4 separate regions of the Mus musculus genome follow, and all the other regions are linked to region 4. A link is a contact called in public promoter capture Hi-C data. All regions are on one chromosome and are shown on one strand. The core of a region is the stretch at or near the end of the contact, and the rest is flanking DNA. Distances in the headings are between cores, read along the strand shown.

The links. Promoter capture Hi-C pulls out the DNA fragments that hold promoters and counts their contacts.
Region 1: a contact with region 4 is called in a promoter capture Hi-C map of embryonic stem cells. The contact joins the promoter of Gck here to the promoter of Ankrd36 in region 4. A contact is called at or near these places in 11 of 39 promoter capture datasets (the C10 cell line, the HPC-7 cell line, cranial neural crest and 6 more), 2 of 484 Hi-C or Micro-C datasets (embryonic fibroblasts and nephron progenitors) and 4 of 9 other capture datasets (adipose tissue, embryonic stem cells, liver and 1 more).
Region 2: a contact with region 4 is called in a promoter capture Hi-C map of the HPC-7 cell line, with 2.8 times the contacts expected there. The contact joins the enhancer-like site here to the promoter of Ankrd36 in region 4. A contact is called at or near these places in 8 of 39 promoter capture datasets (the HPC-7 cell line, cranial neural crest, embryonic stem cells and 4 more), 1 of 115 datasets of contacts at active chromatin or transcription factors (thymic regulatory T cells) and 4 of 9 other capture datasets (adipose tissue, embryonic stem cells, liver and 1 more).
Region 3: a promoter capture Hi-C map of embryonic stem cells shows a contact between it and region 4. The contact joins the promoter of Emid1 here to the promoter of Ankrd36 in region 4. A contact is called at or near these places in 13 of 39 promoter capture datasets (the 3T3-L1 cell line, the HPC-7 cell line, the SN4741 cell line and 6 more), 3 of 115 datasets of contacts at active chromatin or transcription factors (T-cell acute lymphoblastic leukemia, embryonic stem cells and regulatory T cells) and 1 of 9 other capture datasets (embryonic stem cells).

What each region holds. Positions count from the first base shown.
Region 1 is chr11:5,913,872-5,916,571 of GRCm38.p6, reverse strand. It overlaps Gck (glucokinase), which reads left to right and starts at 1,437. Exons shown (of 10, transcript NM_001287386.1): 1 at 1,437-1,605. The coding sequence starts at 1,561. Gm11967 (predicted gene 11967) reads right to left here and starts at 1,305. Exons shown (of 2, transcript NR_166847.1): 1 at 1,176-1,305; 2 at 1-238.
Region 2 is chr11:5,182,872-5,185,708 of GRCm38.p6, reverse strand. No RefSeq gene overlaps it. Among named protein-coding and RNA genes, the nearest start is that of Emid1, 32 kb to the right of the region's middle. Within about 2 kb of position 1,373, at least 24 of the 459 cell types and tissues checked have an H3K27ac peak or open chromatin away from gene starts, as enhancers often do. A contact at or near this core is called in the HPC-7 cell line, where this site is marked.
Region 3 is chr11:5,150,873-5,153,692 of GRCm38.p6, reverse strand. Emid1 (EMI domain containing 1) reads left to right here and starts at 1,463. Exons shown (of 15, transcript NM_080595.3): 1 at 1,463-1,571. The coding sequence starts at 1,471.
Region 4 is chr11:5,568,426-5,571,125 of GRCm38.p6, reverse strand. It overlaps Ankrd36 (ankyrin repeat domain 36), which reads right to left and starts at 1,442. Exons shown (of 27, transcript NM_023816.3): 1 at 997-1,442; 2 at 1-69. The coding sequence starts at 1,199. Gm39573 (a long non-coding RNA gene) reads left to right here and starts at 2,008. Exons shown (of 3, transcript XR_872233.1): 1 at 2,008-2,267; 2 at 2,397-2,700.

The sequences.
Region 1 (2,700 bases), core at 188-2,687, 350 kb before region 4:
TCCCCTCCTCTCCAGTCGTGACTGTTGAGTGTAGGAAGAACATCGAGCTACGTGTCCTTACTGCAGAATGGTACTCCTGGACGAGGTGGATTCACAGGGGGGGGCGGTGAGTTGCCAGAGTTGTCCTGGGTGCTTAGCCAACTAGATCCCATTCTTCCCTCAAAGGTGCAGTGACTGGAAAGAGACCACGCCCTGGGACATGTTCTGGGAGGATGCTTGCTGCTCATGCGCAGTCTGGCTGAGACAGAAATCCGCTCCGTTTGTCTCTGGCTTTGCATTGGTTCACACCCTTCCTCCCACCTCCCAGAGATTAGAGCTTGAAGATTTGCCTCCTCCTCCTCCTCCTCCTCCTCTATCCTCCTCTTCCTCTTCCTCTCCTGTGACTTGCCCAGGAGATGGGAGCAAGGCTCCCAGGCAGCTCCAAGACCAGCCACCCCAAATTCAGGCATGAGCTCAACCCCCAAAGCAAAAGGGGCTCAGAGCCAGGGGTTGGGTAGTCAGAGGCTTGTCATATGAGGTCTGGTGAGGCCAGCTTTGCTCTATTTTGGGAAAGTGATCAATCGTGTCAAGGGGTGACCATACTGGCCAATCTTGGGAAAACCTGGCATTCTGACAGGCACCCTATGTACCCTGTCATACTTGCCAGTGGCAGCTAATTTTAGCAGGGCTTGGAAATGCCAGCAAGTGCAGAGTATGTTGGGGTCACTCCTGGCCAAACCCAAAGAAAGGTCTAGGAGGTGTCTGAACCCCGTAGAAGAGCCCAGAATGTCCTGAGCATTGCTGTCACAAAATTTAACGGCCTCTTCTATTCTATTTCTTGCTGTTTGGGTTAAAGGAAATTTAAGAAGATTCCACAATAGTTAAAAAAAAAAATTGTTTTACTTGCAGGGGAGGGGGTGTCAGGGAAGCCAGAGGACCTGAATCTTCTCCAGCTTGTATGTGCACAGATGTCCTTCCCATCTGCCCCAGTCCATGCCGTGACCAAACTCTCCCTTCCACAAACGCTTGGCTTCCTTCCTTCCTTCCTCCAGCTTCTCCTTCCCAGCCAAGTTCTATGGTGGAGCCCCAGACTGTGTGGCTGTGCATAGCCAACCCTCCATAGGTGAAACCCCATGAGGATCTCCACTACCCACAAGTCTGAAGCCTCACTGGCTCACACAGCTCCTCGTGCCTACCTGTTTCAAAGCATCCGATCATCATCTTCTGTAACAAGTCTGGAAGGGGGCATGTGAGTGGGCTAGCTCCAGCCACTTCATCAACCTCTCCACAGCAGCTCCAACCAGTGTTCAGAGAACATGGTAGCCTGTCTCATAGCCCTGTCCCTGTGGCCTTTGTCAAACCTGATCCCACGTGGTTCTTTGTCCTGGCCCTGGCCCTGTCCCTGACCCCGTGGCAGTAGGCAGGGTATTTTAGGAGCCACCTCTCAGACTGACCCATTAGTGCAGAAGTCCTTGGCTGCCTGTCTTTTGCAACACTCAGCCAGACAGTCCTCACCCACAGCAGGTGGCCTCGGGAGTCAGGAACATCTCTACTTCCCCAACGACCCCTGCTTATCCTCAGATGGCTGTGGATACTACAAGGAGGGGAGCCCAGTCGTTGACTCTGGTAAGGGCCCCTCACAGGCCAAAGGCCTTGAATTGGGGGAGACCTGGAGGGCAGCATGCTCAGGTTGGAGAGAGGGATTGGTTCAAGGATGAGTGCGATCCTGTAGGAGACCTGGATTTGTCCCTTCTTCCCTGTATCCCTTCTCATTGGTGCTACGATTGTCCAGCTCTTGAGGAGTCCACCAGGGCTTGTTTCTGGAATGACAGTGCCTAGCCTCGGGATGTTTTCTGAGTGCTGCTCATCTCTAAGGGGCACCTCATGGCTGTACTCAGTAGAGTGTGGGGCTTTCTTCTCCAGAAGTATGTGGATGGCTGACCTAGGGCCACTCACTCCTTTGTATAAAGCCACCATAGGACCTTGGAAAAGAGGATCCAGGCTAAGACTGGACATGCAGGTGCTGACACTGTCTCTGGACCTTCAGAACTGTGGCTTTTGTCTGTAGGCTGCTATGGCCCTTGTCCAGATCCTCTGGGGTCTACAGTTCCCTGGGGCTACCTCTCCCACTGCTAAGATGGTAAACACAGCACTTGATGGTGTCTTCTTTTTTTCCTGCATTATAAGGTGGGCAATCAGAGTGTGCTCAGGGATCTGACCCTGCCAGCTCTATCCCTCCCACTTTTGCTATTAGTTCCCTGTGACCTAATCCAGACTTGTATAAGAACATCTCCATGCTAAGGGCTTGTTTCCCCACTGTTTCCCTGAACTGTGTCTGCACACAGCCAGCCATACATACTTGAGGCAGCTATGTGCAGGCAGATGGGTTGCTTAGATTGGTTTCCCAGGATGCCTAATCCCAGTGGATCCCTGCTGCAGCTGCTCAGGCTCGTCCATGTGATCCTCCTAGTGTGTCTCTTCCTAAACCCCCTAGACCAAGCTGTCACCAGATGTCTGTATGTTCTCTAGACCTTACCACATCTCTGTCCTGTGTGCACTGTCACAGTACACAGATTCTGGAGACAGCCTAATGCCACCCAGTTCCACCCTGTCTCAAGAAGTCCGCATTCTGTAGCCAGGCGTCTCTAGCCTTCTCGTGGTTGTCGGGGTGACTCCTTTCTCCCCTCTATGCAACTTCCTCACTTTCTAGGAAAGTGAGGA
Region 2 (2,837 bases), core at 124-2,623, 390 kb after region 4:
TCCTCGAACTCACTCTGTAGACAAGGCTGGCCTCGAACTCACAGGCATCGGCCTGCCTCTGCCTCCTGGATGTTGTAATGAAAGACAAGCACCTCAGCGAGTAAAAGCGCTTGTCCCACACCTGACAGTCCTGGGAGCCACATGGGAAAAAGGGAGCAGCAGTCCCCACAGGCTGTCCTCTACCCACACAGACATAAGTTCCATGGTGTGCCCGTGCACCCCGCCCCCGTAAGTGTAATAACATTTTAAATGTAATAATAAGATGGCCACCAAAATTTCCACCAGCAAGATGACAAGCGGGTAAAAGTGCTTGCCACGCAAGCCTGGCACCTAATGTCAATATGCAGAACCCATGAACTCCCAAAACTTGTCCTCTGGCCTCCACATGCATGTGCATACGAGTGTGTGCGCGCTCGCGCGCGTGTGTGTGTGTGTGTGTGTGTGTGTGTATGTGTGTGTGTGTGTGTGTGCGTGTGTGCGCACGCGTGCGCACAGAACATTTTCAAAAAGAAACTTCAATTTTCCAAAACTTAGATGATATCATAAGCTACTGTGTTGACTTTTGCCCCCCAATAGTGAAGCACATGTGAGAGTCCTCCACCCAGGAGCCATGCAATAGCAGGCGCCTGCCCACACCCACAGGCCTTTGCTTGCTCGCAACCCTGCTGTTCACTACTTAATCCCTGCGGCAACTGCACGGATTAGGTCTTGTTTCTGTCCCCACTCAGATGGGAGAAACATGGCTCTGAGAGTTTAAATATCTCATCCATGAAGCACTAGAATCAGGCCTGACCCATCCTCCAGCCTGCTTGGTTTCCTGAGAGACAGCATGGCTGAGTCTGGGTTGTGGGAAATGGGAAGGAGCAATAGAGCGGGGAGCTGAGGGGACCCCCCCACCCCCAACACACACACACACACACACACACACACGCGCACACACACACACACACACACACACACACACACACACGCGCGCGCACACACACACACACACACGCACGCACGCACGCACACACACACACACACACACGCACGCACACACGCACTCGTGCCTTCCTGTGCATCCTGGCCCGAGAGAGCCCTAAGGAGAGAGGCTCTCCTCCCACAGTCTGCTCTGCCTCGGTCTCTCCTCAGGGGTCTGCCCAGCAGCTAGGGCAGCTGGCTCTTGGGGTTGTCTGTTCCCGCCCCACCCCCAGCTCCAAGCAGGAACCCAGACCCAGGACAGCTGGCCGCCCCACACTGTTTTCCAGAACCCAGGTTCTTTTAATTATAACCAGTTTGCCATCCTCAGCAATTCTTTGTTTCCCTCTTCTAATACCCGTGAGTTGGACTCCGCCCCCAGAGCCTCCCAGCCAAGCCCTGGGTTAAAATCATTTCCTTCCCACGCAGAGACCCCTCCAGTCTGTTAGTCTGTTAGTGGGTGAGGCACGGCGGGATTAACCACAGGGCCCTCTCCATTTTTGGTTATTTGCTAAGGCTGGGACTCTCCCTCCCAGAAACTCTCCTAGTCTGAGTCTATGACTGGGGACAAAGCAGAGCTGAAGAGTGCAGGACATGGGCTTGATGTCACACCTTGTGCGTGTAACATTAGCCAAATCACCTTCTTCTGCCAGGGAAACCAGGGATTTCCTACCAGAGACACATGACTGCGGACCTAGACTCGAGGGTCTGCTGCTACCGCTGGTTCCCAGACTCCAGTCAAGTGACCTTCTCTTCCAGCCCCTGAGCGCCTCCCACCCCCACGCCACTGCCCATGTGGTAAATTGGTTGAGCACAGCCTCATGTGGTGCACCAGAAATCCCTACATTTGGGAGGCTGAGAAAAGACGTGAGTTCAATCCCAGATTACGCCCTGTTAGTCAATGGAATACCTCATATTTAACTTGGCCGCTGCAGGCAATACCTGTGCTTTTTCTTTTTCTGATTTTGTTTGTTTGTTTGTTTGTTTGTTTGTTTGTTTGAGACAGGGTTTCTCTGTGTGGTCTGGTTGTCCTGGAACTCACTCTCTAGACCAGGCTGGCCTTGAACTCAAAGATTTGCCTGTTTCTGTCTCCCTCCTAAGTGCTGGGATCAAAGGTGTGCACCAACACACCCAGTCTTTTAAAAGTTTCATGTGCACTGGTGTCTTGCCTGCGTGCATGTCTGTGTGAAGAACTGGAATTTTATAGACAGTTCATGTAATGTACTGGTTTCCCCTCCGGGTGCTGGGAATTGAACCTGGGTCATCTAGGAAGAACAGCCCTTGCTCCTTTCTAACTGCTGAGCCATCTCTCCAGCCCTGGCCTCTGTATTCTTAATACAGATAGATTTTAGCAGTAACTAAGGATCGAAGACAGGAGGGGACCTGTTGTCGTAATGGATACATGGCCCATAGTCCCTATTCTTGTGGTTTGATTGATTTTTTTATTTTTTTAAAAAAGGGATCTCATCCAGATGAGACTGGCTTTGAACTTGCGATGTAGTCGAGGTTGGCCTTGAACCTGATTCTCTCCTATTTCCATCTCCTGAGTTCTGGGATTACAGATTTGTGCCTCCATGCCCAGCCATCAGTCCCTATTCTGCAAATAAGAGCTGAGTCACAAACCAGACTTCATGGGACTTTAGGTGATCTTGTTCTGGGGCAGGGGAAGGGAGGGGGCTGGCCTTGTATCGGATGACAAGATGACAAGCCAACAACACGTCCATAAGGGCAGTGTGCTTCTGAGAAAAGAACTGACCTGGTTCCTGTCAGTGACTGCTTTCCCCTCAGTGCATTCAATACATGCTGTGTGTGTGTGTGTGTGTGTGTGTGTGTGTTGGGCAGGAATGCCATGCTGTGTGTGTGTGTGTGTGTGTGTG
Region 3 (2,820 bases), core at 214-2,713, 420 kb after region 4:
ACAGAGATGGGCAAGCAACCACAGGAGCATGGCCCCTTGCACAGCTGAGCTGGGCAAAGATTCCCTGACCTAGGCTGCTCACTGCTGGGGCGTGCAGTAGACGTCTTCTGTGACCTCCCTTGGTGACGACTCTGCTCTTGTGTAGAGCTGGGCACAGTATCGAACCCAGCATGCAGGAGGCAGAGGCAGACAGACCTCTGTGAAATGAAAGCTAGCCATATTATATATGTGTGTGTGTGTGTGTGTGTGTGTGTGTGTGTGTGTGTGTGTATTTGTTCCAGACCAAGCCAGGACATATAGAGAGCTCATCTAAAAGAAAGAAAGAAAGAAAGAAAGAAAGAAAGAAAGAAAGAAAGAGAAAGAAAGAAAGAAAATCATACTTCATATACACACATATGTACATATATGTGTGTACATATATGTACATATATGTGTGTACATATATGTACATATATGTGTGTACATATATGTACATATATGTTCATATACACACATGTTCATATACACACACATGCACACGTGTACACAAACATGATATGCATGCATACAGGCATCTCACGTGTACACAGACATACATGCATACACATGCCCACCACACAAACACATACATTGTTCATTCAAATATGGCGTACATAAGCAAATACTGCCCATGCTCACAAACACATCGTGTACACACAGATTCAGCACATACATGTTTACAGCGCCGTGCATGCATACAACATTATCCATGCACACAAATAGTCTATCATGTCAGCACAGGCAAACTCCTCGCACCTGCTATGCCGCGTGGAATGTGCCTGAGTCCCACCCAGGCCCTCTGCTCTCAGCCAGTCCTTACCTTAGGGAATGGGAAATTGAGGCCTATGCCAAAATGCTGTCTACACTTGTGCTTAGACCCCAACACTGAGATGAGGGGATTGTGGGTCTGGGGTTACTCTGCCAGAGTGCTCTGGGCCTTAGTGTCTCCCTGTAAAACAGGTATAAGGGTCACTGCACTTAGGGGACGCGGGAGCACCTGAGCCTCGGGTTTCTCCTCCGTAACATGGGCGACCTAGCCAGCCCAACACGGAGTGATGAAAGCTTTAGTCAGGGCAGGATGTATGGGGTGAGATGCCTGGGACAATGGCACAGCTCGCGCAGGAAGCCTGTGTTAGGTCGATGGGAAGATCCTGTGTGTTTCGGGAACCCAGTTCCGCAAAGATGTCAAAGATGTGCGTCCAGAGGCGATCGCTCTGGAGTGGTGGGTTCAGGTCCTGGCAGCGTTGCGGGGACGAGGGGGCGGGTGCGGCCAGGGCCTCAGTTTCCCAGTCTGCGGCTCAGGTGGGCACCTGGAGGGCGTCCTGGCGGGGGCGCGGACGGCTTCCGGGTTGGCGGGGGGCGGGGGGCGAGGGGCGGGCGAAGCCGAGCGCCCCCGCCCTGCTCCGCCCGGAACCGGCTCTGCGCGCCCGCGGCTGCGGTGGGGACGACAGCATGGGCGGCCCGCGGGCCTGGACGCTGCTCTGCCTCGGGCTCCTGCTCCCGGGAGGCGGCGCCGCGTGGAGCGTCCCGGGCGCCCGGTTCTCGGGTCGCAGGTAAGTCTCCCCTAGCTCTGTGCAATCCCAGCACTGGGGTGAGGGAAGCAGACCCCAGCTCCGTGCAACCCCGAGACTGGGACAGGGACCCGACCCCAGCTCCGTACAATCCCGCGACTGGGGCAGAGACCCGATCGCAGCTCTGTGCAACTTCAGGGTCTGGGACAGAGACCCGACCCCAGCTCCATGCAACCCTAGGACTGGGACAGAGACCCGACCCCAGCTCCTTGCAATCCCGGGACATCGGAGGCAGTCCGAGACTGTTGCAGGGGCTCCATCGCTCATCTCTATACCATAAGCAGTGGGAGCAGGGGTTTGGCACGCTGTGCTCAGGATAGCCGGCTCACCTACTTCTGTGTGAAAGAACAGACGGCCTCCCCTACTGAGATCCCGGAGGCCCCAGAAGGTGGACCCATGGCAATGCAACAGAGCTTCCCAGGACTTCTGTGGGTCTCGCCCAAGCCCCCCTTCCCTTCATGTACATGTAAAATGCCAGGATCACCCCTTAGCCAGCCCTTCAGGAATCCCCTCTCTTTTCCCCTGCTACTGTCTTTTTCTTCTTTCTTTCTTTCTTTTTTTTTTTCTTTTTTCTTTTTTTATGTCCCAGCTATTTATTTCACTCGGAGGAAGGACTGGGGTGGAGACTGCACAGTGGGTCAGTGTCAGAGGCCCCCTGGGACCTGGCATTTGGTTGGACCTCCCAAAAGCCTATGACTCTCTGCCGGCCTTTGTGGAGTGTTTCCCAGGATCGGGTCCTGTGGGGCTTTTTCTAGACAGTGCCTTCAAGACTGGAGGATGTAGGGAAACTTGTCCCCACTCAATAGAGGGGCAAACTGAGACTAATGTGCTCGTGGTGGGTATTCATGGAAGAGCTGGGATTCAGCTCTCCCTTTCTGGACTCGATGGCAGAGTTTGAACCTGCCCTGGCCCCTGCTCTGCCTGTAGCCCCTGCCCCTGTCTCCAGGACAGACAATGTGGACTAACCAGGCCTCTTAGGCCTTTCAGCCCATTCAAAGGCCCGTGAGGGCCCCACCCCCCTGTGGCCTCACTTCTTTCTTTTTAGAAGTTTCCCTTTCTTGTGGTCAGAGGCCAGCAACCCCCCCTGGGAGCTAGCAAAAGCAGGTGACCGGGTAGAGCAGGCTCAGGGGTAGAAGTGGCTGAGGCAGCAGAGGTCAGGCAGTTAGCTGTCTGAGATGGGAACAGCCGAGTGGCAGATGTGGCAGATGCCACAGCACCCCTACAGTGTGCC
Region 4 (2,700 bases), core at 193-2,692:
CAGTCATACCACAGCAAGAGGCTCACCATTTCTGACTGGCCGTGAGCACAGGCGTAGTGAAGAGCAGTCCTGGGAGAGAGAGTGCGCCTGAGGGCTACTGTGCAATGTGAGGAGGCAGCTCACACTTTTCGGAAGCAGAATAGCCGGTTTTGACATTCTTTTTTCTATTTAGCAGTGCTAAGAAAGAGCAGTTAAACATGGAGGACCCCGAAGGAGAGGGCATTGCAAGAGACACGGGAAAATTTGCAAAGGAAGATTGGGAACGTGTTGTTGACTGCGGTCGTCCTGAACTAGGGACCACATTGGCAAGCTCCAAGGCTTTGATGGTCTCTTAAGATGTGAAGGCCACCAGTGGACCATCTGCTTCTGCATCAAGGAAGCAACCGAAGCTAATGGAGCACCTGTGGGAACTTTGGAGCTTCACGTACTATGTAATGAAGATGGATGCTAATCAAACTAGCCCACTTCAGGGCCAGGCGAACTAATGGATGAATCAGCATTGGTTAATAAAGATGGCTACCCTGAATAACTGGACGTGAAGCCCTGCTGACACTCCAGCCTCCGTGTAAGGTCCCTCAATAAATAACTTATAGTCCTCCGTTACCGTGAAATAAAAAGAATATGGAATTTTATTGAATGAACTTCCTTAGGACCCATCGCATTATTAACTTTTTCCATGTGCAGGAGAAATCACATTTAAATTGTCAAGAGTCTTCTAAAAACAGAATTATATGGGGTTTGGAAACCGACTAAACTAAATGAGTTTAGTTTTTTATTTGCTTCTCATGAAGAGTGTCTGGGCTCTGGACCCATCCAGGGTTTCAGATGCTGAGGCACCTGTGGTAGGAAGAAAGGCTAGCACCTCCTGTTAAAGCAGGCCTTAGCCTCCCTTCTCCACTCCCGAGGCCAAGATCAGTTTCCTCTCCTTAGGCCCTGCTGCCACTCATTTACCCCTGTTCTGGGCCACCTCCCAGCTCCCACCCCGCACCCTCTAACCTTTTCTTCCGGTCTGTAACGTTCACGTCAATATCCCCAAATTCGAGCATCTTCTGCACTTGGGGTATGTCCCCCACGCTTGCAGCTTTGTGGATCCTTTTCACAGGCATGTACCCAGTGAGGTACCTGGGAGGTTCTTGGTTCTCAGCATGCCTAAAGCTCAGAAAGCCCCAAGGCGAGTGACCCTTGAAGATCTTCTTCATGGCTCAGACTGTGGCCCTTCACCCTATCTCTACCCCTCCAAAACTCAGTGTTTATAACGCCTTCCTCCCTCCCAGTAACAACCTCGGTGCTCACAGCAAACCAGTTCTTTCAAGTCCCAGTCTTAGCCACCGCCAGCCAGTCCCAAAAGAGAGCCAACCAAGTCTCAGAATCTCGCCAGGATGCGCCCACAAAAGAGCCCCAAGGTTTAGCATCCCTCCACCTCTTAGGCAGTTGGCAGGACTGTCGTTGCCCAGCAACACCGTGTGCACGTGCTCCAGAGACCCACCCCCCACTCCCCAGGCAACCAATCAAAGCACGTAGCCAACAGTGCTCAGCACGCATGTGAGGCTCAAGAGCAACTGTGCCTTCAAGCATCAAACGTGTGCACCACTAGGCAGATGGTCCCGATGCTTAAGGCCTACTCAGTCTTGAAACATAACTCCCTTTAGATAGATCTACAGGCCTCTAAAGTCTAGTCTCCAAGAAAACCTTCCTCAGAATTCGAACTTGAGGCCAGCATCATCTTGCATGCCCAGCCAGACTGGGTGACCGTAGTAGGACCCTTTCCTAACAAGCAAGCAAGCAAACGAAGAAATCTCAGAATCTCCATATGTTTACACACACCCCTACCCCCGCTCCCAGAGACTAGCAATTGCAATAATAGAATGCTGCATTAGTGGTTTCGTAGACGGTGACAGTATTTGTGGTGGTGTGCGTGCTGGTGTGGAGGGAGCTGCACACTGTCCAGATAAAATGAGATCATGCGTCTGCTGCCTCTCGCCCACTTATTTGCTCCTCAGCATGGTCTCTGCTCGATGTTTTTTCCTCTTTAAATCTTCAGGGTTTATTTGGATCACTGTGTAATATTTCAAACTTTACCTTTTGATTGACTGTTGTCTCAGAAATCTCTTTCCATTTATGTTAGAATGACACTTTAGGCAGCTGGATCCTGTGTCATAGCCTTGCCCCATTGTCCTGGTCCTCCCTCTCCCTCTCCCCCTCCTCCTGGTTCTACATTTCTCCCATCTTTCTGGCCACCACACACCAACTCCTCATGTATACTACTGGTGAGTAGCAGTTTCCAGCCAGGATTTGACTGAATCTCTAATTCTCTGCCCTAGTTTTTGGCTAATATCTTCTCCACATTCTGTATTCTTTACTGTGTATTTGCCTTCCACTTGCAATCTCCCCTCCAGATCCCATCGTCTGCCTGGGCCCTGTCTCACACTTCCTAGGTGCCATCGACGACAGAAGCAGGATCCAAATTCACTGCTACCCCTAGCTCCAGACCATGCAGATCATCCATGCTGTTACCCAAAAATCAACGGTGCCCAGGAGGGTCGAAGTAGAGAATGTAACACCCACCCCGCTCTGCATCTGCCCTGCTTCACAAAGAAAGACCCAAGAGATGAGCAGTGGTGAAGTAGCCTGCATTAACACTGTGAAGGAGCCTCAGAGGAAGAGATCCAGACCTGACCACTAGCCCCACCATGTGAGGAG